Regions from separate parts of the Rattus norvegicus genome. Here region 1 is linked to region 2. Evidence: chromatin contacts called from public Hi-C data. All regions are on one chromosome and are shown on one strand. Each heading gives the region's core, a stretch centred on a gene start, on an enhancer-like site or on the middle of the called end of the contact. The rest is flanking DNA. Distances are from core to core; before and after follow the strand shown.

Evidence for each region. A called contact is a pair of places that touch in the nucleus more often than the background predicts.
Region 1: a Hi-C map of frontal cortex shows a contact between it and region 2, with 2.4 times the contacts expected there. The contact joins the enhancer-like site here to the promoter of Fkbp4 in region 2. A contact is called at or near these places in 4 of 12 Hi-C or Micro-C datasets (the A7r5 cell line, frontal cortex, mammary epithelial cells and 1 more) and 1 of 1 datasets of contacts at active chromatin or transcription factors (oligodendrocytes).

The regions. Positions count from the first base shown.
Region 1 is chr4:163,666,478-163,669,851 of GRCr8, forward strand. No RefSeq gene overlaps it. Among named protein-coding and RNA genes, the nearest start is that of Klrb1b, 21 kb to the left of the region's middle. Within about 2 kb of position 1,449, at least 92 of the 93 cell types and tissues checked have an H3K27ac peak or open chromatin away from gene starts, as enhancers often do. A contact at or near this core is called in the A7r5 cell line, where this site is marked.
Region 2 is chr4:163,396,648-163,400,076 of GRCr8, forward strand. It overlaps Fkbp4 (FKBP prolyl isomerase 4), which reads right to left and starts at 1,271. Exons shown (of 10, transcript NM_001191863.1): 1 at 1,002-1,271. The coding sequence starts at 1,106. It overlaps LOC102554670 (a long non-coding RNA gene), which reads left to right and starts at 1,334. Exons shown (of 3, transcript XR_005503974.2): 1 at 1,334-1,978; 2 at 2,100-2,290.

The DNA of each region.
Region 1 (3,374 bases), core at 199-2,698, 270 kb after region 2:
TAGCTTTGTCAATGTTGTCTGCTCTGATAAGGTGGAGAAGAATAATTCCATTCTGGTTCTCCTTCCACAGATGTGGAGTCTCCAGTTCTCTCCCACCAGTCTCTCTGTGTCTCTGTCTCTGTGTCTCTGTCTCTGTGTCTCTGTCTCTCTCTGTCTCTGTCTCTCTCTGTCTCTGTCTCTCTCTCTCTGTCTCTCTGTCTCTCTCTCTCTGTCTCTCTCTCTGTCTCTCTCTCTGTCTCTCTCTCTCTGTCTCTCTCTCTGTCTCTCTCTCTGTCTCTCTCTCTCTGTCTCTCTTCTCTCTCTCTCTCTCTCTCTCTCTCTCTCTCTCTCTCTCTCTCTCTCTCTCTCTCTCTCTCTCTCTCTCTCTCAGTCTTTTAGTCTCTCATTGCTCAATGTTAAGGGGAAGCTTTGCTCAGCAGCAAGCACTCTGCCTTCTCACGCCATCTCCGGGGGCCCAGAAAGAACTTATCAGAACTAAAACAGAAGAACTGGATTTTTGTCCCACTGTTTACCCATGGGTGTAAAGAACCTTGCTCACGTTCTTTAATATCTTGCTACAGCCAAGTTCAGGGTGGACAAATGGGTGGATATCCAGATGAACGCACCCTGGGGCAAGGACTACTCTTAAAGCAGGGGGTGAGGCGGTCCTCCCGAGCTGATGGGCACCTTGAAGGGGGTGTCTACCACTAAAGGAAGGTGAATATTTTGGCGATCTGGGGGACCAGTGGGCAAGAATCAGCGATGTCCACGCACTATTTTATTTCCATGTCGAGTTCTATTCCCACCCTGACCCAGCCTTTCCTCAGGGATGGAAGTCAGAGTCAAGCTTCCAAGTGCTAAGTGGCCCCAGCTGGTTGCGGGAGGATTGAGTTTTAAAAATTGTCAGTCATCCCCGCCTTGCGGTGCTGGACTGAGTTTCCTGTTTTGACCCGCGGGGGGCGCAGGGAGGGAAGGACCTTCCGGGATTGTGCGGTTGTGGTTCGTTCTGTGAGGGCGGCGGGCGTGAAGCCGGAGCTCAGCGGAGAGTGTGTGTAAGACCAGTGGAGACGGTGGAAAGGTCGGAGTGCTGCCACTACGATTCTTTCGCTAAATACCCGTTAGCTTGCGTCACTAAGGGGATGCTTCAATAGAACAATTTGCAAACGCTTTCTCGCCGGTTCTGGTGGCGCAGGCCGGTAGGATTTGCTGAAGGAGGCAGAGGCAGGAGGATCTGGAGTTCGAGACCAGCCTGGTCTACACTTTTTTTTTTCTCCTAGTTTCAACAAAAACACACAAATCTGGGGCTACACTACACCTCCAAGCGCCCCAAGGCCGTTTCTTATGCTTCTTCCGCCTGGAATCTGATCGAGTACCCGCACCCCAACCCGTACGAGCTTCTCCAGCCCCACGGGCTCCGCTCCACACTGCAACTCACACTTATCCATGCACAGGCCCGACCCTCACGCCTGTAGTCCACAACCCTCTCTCCCGGATAGGCTTTCTCTCCTCTCTACAATCCGCCTGCTCGGCCCTCTCGCGCCCCTTTGGTTTATTTTCTCCAGTCCTGCACCATAATGAGTCGTCAGTCACTGTTCAGAGCAAAATGTTTGCTGCAAATAGTTCGGTTCTTTTCTCCTGGAATGTTCGGTTTTATGCCCAGGAAAAACGAATCAGAGTTGTTTGGAATTGGGAACAAGAATGTACTCGGCGGAGGGGTGGTTGCGCAACGCCTAGTTAGTTACTTCACAGAAAGAATGCGAGGCGGCGTCGGGCTGGAGAGATGGCTCAGCCGTTAAAGGCTAGGCTCACAACCAAAAATATAAGAGTTCGGTTCCCAGCACCCACGGCTGTCTCTCCAGCCACCTTTTTTGTCCCACACCGCACCCTCGCACACATATAAAGACCATGTTAAACAAAAAACAAAAACAGAATCTATTCCTCACCGGTGAGACTTTAATTCAGATTTAATTCTCAGCGCCGAGCCTTACCAATTTAGCTGCCCTGAAATTCTCTGAAACGCCCTGAATTTCAATTAACTGAATTGAAAGTCAATTTCAGTTTTACACACAGATGCTCAAAGACTCAGAGAACTCAGAGAACTCTGGCTGCTTTACACCCTTGCTCTTTTGCCTGATGTTCTTGACATGAACTTCAGGGCTCGCAGTGTGGGCTCAGCGAACACCCAGACAAAGAGATCTGCCCGCCCACACCTCTGCTGCTCCACACCCTCCCTGCACTCGACCTTCGGATTTCTGCTCTGGCTTCTGCCCTAGTCCCTTAGTGTGATGACCTCTTTCACCTGGTGCATTTTCTCCCTTTCCCCATTGCTGCTGAGGCCACACCGGAATCTCTATTTCTTTGTCCCCCCTTCCCTCCTCATCATGTTCTTTCCCTTCTTTTGAAAATAGTGGTTGAACCTTCCTTGTCTTAGTTTGCTTTCTACAGGTCTGAGAAAACACCAGGACCAAATACAAGTTGGGTTATGTGTCCTAATCATACTCCCTCACTGAGGAACTGAGGGCAGGAACTCCAGGCAGGAACCGGGAGGCCCTGACAGAACACTGCTTTCAACCTTGCTGCCCAAAACTTTCTTCTCAGTGTGCTTTCTTATTCTTTCCATGGTCACCGGGCCTGGGATAAAACCTCACCCAGTGTGCTAGTCACAGCCCACGCCGTCATCTAACAGCTTTCAAGAAAGGACCCTGGCAGGCAGGCCTACAGCACATTTTAATGGGGACATTTTCTCAATTGATGTTCCTTGCCCCCTCCAGTCCCCAGCTAACCATCTTGCGTCAAGGTGACCAAAACCAAAACCAACCAACCAAACAAACAAACAACCAAACAACCAACCAAACAAACAAAAAACTGACCTGCAAAATTAACCCCTTGCCAACTTGACCTACAAAGCCATAATTTTTCCTTTCTTGTTTGTCTCCAAGATGTAATGTTAATATTAATACCACAATAGAAAACATAGTATGTCTTTAGAAGTCCCACAGTCTTAATTTCTTTCAGCATTTTAATTGTCTACTGTCTCTTTAAAAGTCTAACGCCTCGGAACTGTTGGCTTCTATAAAATCCTGAACCCCTCTAAAGCACCAGGACACAGGTTTTCCCCAACACCTTTATTGTTTTCTGGGCTCTTTTGCTGAGGACTCTCACTATTCAGCTGGGAGGGCAAACCTTCCTGCCTATGGAGGTCATTGTGTTTGTGGACTGGCTGACCCAGGTCCCCTCTGTTGTTGACGATTAGCCAGGTGGTCAATGTTGCCCCCAAGTGGTCAGACCTCCCCATGACTTTGCTAAAGTTTGTCCCGTAGTGAGCAGGCAGCCAGCAGGTCCCCAGCATAGCATAGCAGGGGCTTCTTCTGAGGGCTGATGGGGGCCAGAGCTGT
Region 2 (3,429 bases), core at 21-2,520:
ATGGAGCATAAAAGAGGAATTGACTCCCTCTGGGGATTAGAACCTAGTGCAAAGAAGGGCCACATGTTCACCAGGAGCAGCTAGATAGAGCTAAGGTAAAAAAAAAAAAAAAAAAAAAAGACAAGAGCATTTCTGGGCTAACAAGGCTCCCTAAGGTCTGCTTTGCACAAGCCACACACACTAGGAGCCGAGAGATGGGACACACGGAGGAGGAGAAACAATCGATGCAGGGAGACATGCAATGTGGGTTAGGATTTCAACGTCCTGGACTGCTGGCAGAACCTGCTCTGAACCGGCGCCCATTGTCCTGACCTGGGTCAGGGCGCCCTCCCCCTCGCTCCTCGGGCTATTTGCAGTCAGGCGATTAGTGAGCCGCTGGCTCCAGGGCAATGCACCTCCCCCACGGTTAGCACCCGGTACCCCCAACTCAGAAAGACTCAGGAGGGACAGGCGAGGAACTACAGGTCCCGGCATGCATCGCTCTCGCTCTCCCCGGGCCGAGAAAGGGGGCACAGCATGGCCGAGCCCGTGACCTCGCTGGATCTCAGCGATTGCAAAAGGGGCGCGGAAAAGCACAATGAGCTTTGGGCCAGGAACCTGCTCCCGGGAGCCGTTTTTGGTTCTAGCTAATGTTTAACTTTCAAGTGGGCGAGCCCTGGAGCACCTTCGTCCAGGTGGCCGGCGCACGCTGCAGCCGAGGGGTTCCCGGGAGGCGAGGCCCGAGTCCCTCGGCACGTCCGGGCCTCGTGCGCCCCGCCCGGGCCCCTGGCTGTGGCTCTCGCGCTCCGCTCCGCCCCTCTCAGCCGCACAGTGCAGCCGGCTCGAGTTGGCGTTGCACTGGGGGATCCTTCCCGGACCGGGGCCGCACCCTCAGGAGCGTGCAGCCGCCGTGCGGTCTTCAGGGCTGCAGCCCGCGTAGGGAAGACGAATTCCCCCACCCTCCGGCCACGATACCCCTGAGGCCCTTGAGCCTGCAGCCGAGGGTTCCACGGCCCCCTCACCTTGAGCACGCCCTCGTCCTGCTTGGGGCTGATGTCCACTCCTTCGAGAGGCAGGGGCGCCGATTGCGCCCCGTTCTCCGCCACCTTCATCTCCTCGGCGGTCATGGCCGCTGGGCGCACCGTTGGCTGCGGGAGTGGGGCGAGCGCGAGCCCGGCACTCTGGCCGCCGACCGGGATGAGCGGCGGGGTGGCGTGCAGCGGAAGGCAGCGCTGCCCACCTCGAACCGCGCTCCAGGCTCGCGCACCGGGCTCTCCGCGCGCTCGCCGGCGGCTGCGGAGTAGGGCGACGCCGAGGGGCGGGCCCGCGCGGCGCGTCTCCGTCCGCAATTGGTCCTATCTGCCTCGGGGGCGGGGCAGGGAGGAGCGGCACGAGCCCGGCTGCAGAGGGGCGGGAGCGGAGAACTTTCTAGAGAAGCGGTTAAACGGGTTGGGGCTCTTGGGCTGAGGGTATTGGAGCGGTTTGGTTTTTTGTTTTTACATTGTTTTTGTTAAGATTTGCTTCTCTGGTTGATAGCTTTTAGGGGTGCCCTCCTCTCCAACACTAGGACCTCTGGGATTTTGAAGATCACAGTCTTCCTTATGTCGTCCCTCCCCACCCCCACCCCCTCCGCCCGCGGCTAGCAGATTTTTCCAGATCCTTCTCCATCCTCAGGACTCCCAAGTCTGGGCCTGTCTGGTGGCCCGCCCTGTGCACCCAGGCCCACAGTGTAATAGCTGGAGACAGCCAGATGTGAAGTGGCAAAGGTCGGCCTCCCCTGACTGTGCGGCCGATGCCTATGGTCCCAGGCGTGGGCACTTGAGTAGTGTGGGAAGAGAGGTCCAGGGAGTGAAAGCGTGGGCCCAGGAGGGAACAGTTTAGCCCAGGTGCACAAATTGGACACAACTTTGCCCTCTCTGCAGCCTGGCAGGCCCACCGCATGAGTTGCTTTCTAAAATACCATGAGCAGATATGTAAGAGACAAAGACTTGTAAGTGGGGTACGTGTGTAAAAATACGTTTTCTCCCACCATACTAATTAGCCTTTTTTGTTTAGTACTGGAGCACAAAATAGTTTTAGCACACATGGAAAAAAAATTCCCCTTTCCCCCTTTACTAAAGGTGAAGGAACCTTTTCTTCTCAACCTGATGCTCCTAAGAGATGCTTGTGGAGTTCCGAGTCCGTGTGGCTAAAACCATGAAGTTCTGATTACTGAAACAGTGATGGCTTGGTCTGCTGACTTGATGGAAGATCTGTCTGGAGAGGTCCTGACTGCCCAGCCGGATAGTACCACAGTTATACATAGAGCCTGGTGAGTGCTACCAGATCTACCTATTGTATTATTGGCTTTGTGAATTTTCACTCCAGTGTAATGAACTTTTTCCGTCTCCATGTGCCCAGCATGATGCCGTTCGTTGTACTAAGCCAGAGATGGCATTAAGTAGGCAACAGGCTGTTTATTATATGGGGCCTGCGAGATTGTGCTTTTGAACCTAGGTTTGATCCCTAACACCCACAATGTTGGGAAAAGTCCTTCAACGTTGTCTTTTGACATCCACACTTGTGCCCTATTATTCCTCCCAGAGGAGTGAAATAATAATAATAATAATAATAATAATAATAATAATAATAATAATAACTCTTATTATAATGGTTTAAGCATGTTAAATATTTTATTGTAGTCCCTTCTGCTGGACTGTCGAACGGGATGTAGAAGTAACCCATTCTTTCCAGCAATTTATAGTCTTACGAGTTTAACCACAATCTAAGACTCCTTTGGTGGCTAGAGACACTGCCAAAGAATATGGAAGGGAGTGAGTGGCTACTCCAGTAGGGAGGGCTCTTGTATACCACTGGCTTGCACACGGTACTTAACTCTCTGTTGCTCTCCTATATACCTGTTGATTGTGGGAGAGACTTTGGTTGACCCTGGGGTGTTATCTGGCACAGCAAGTTGTGATGGAGAAGCTAAGTACTAGCAGTGAGTTTGTGTCTCTTCCCTGAGAACAGCATTGTGGGCCTAAATCCTTTGATCTCATGCAGCACTTTCCAGCTGAGCACCAGCACGTGCCTGCTGGAACAGAGTAACCTCGGGTTAGAGTAGACGGTGCTTATGGATTAGCAGTAAGCAAAGGGTTGGCTTACCTTACAGTACGGCTGTCTTAAGTCGAGGCAGGTTGCCTCATTTGTTAGCCTCTGTCTCTCGTCTGTGAGTCCTGTCAATAGAGTGACCTAACACTTAGAAAGGAGGGAGTGTACCCGTGTGCCTAGTGCAGGTCTGAGCTTCCAGTGGTGAGTGGATAAGTGATGTGGGGGGGGGGACCGAGGTGAGCATGGAGCACTTCGGTAAGAGGCAAGGTGGCATGCAAGATATGAGGACAGGTGTCCAGTGAGAGGGCCCTCCCTCTGTGATGCAGCTGTGGGAGGCCAACAGTCAGGCACTGAGGTCTC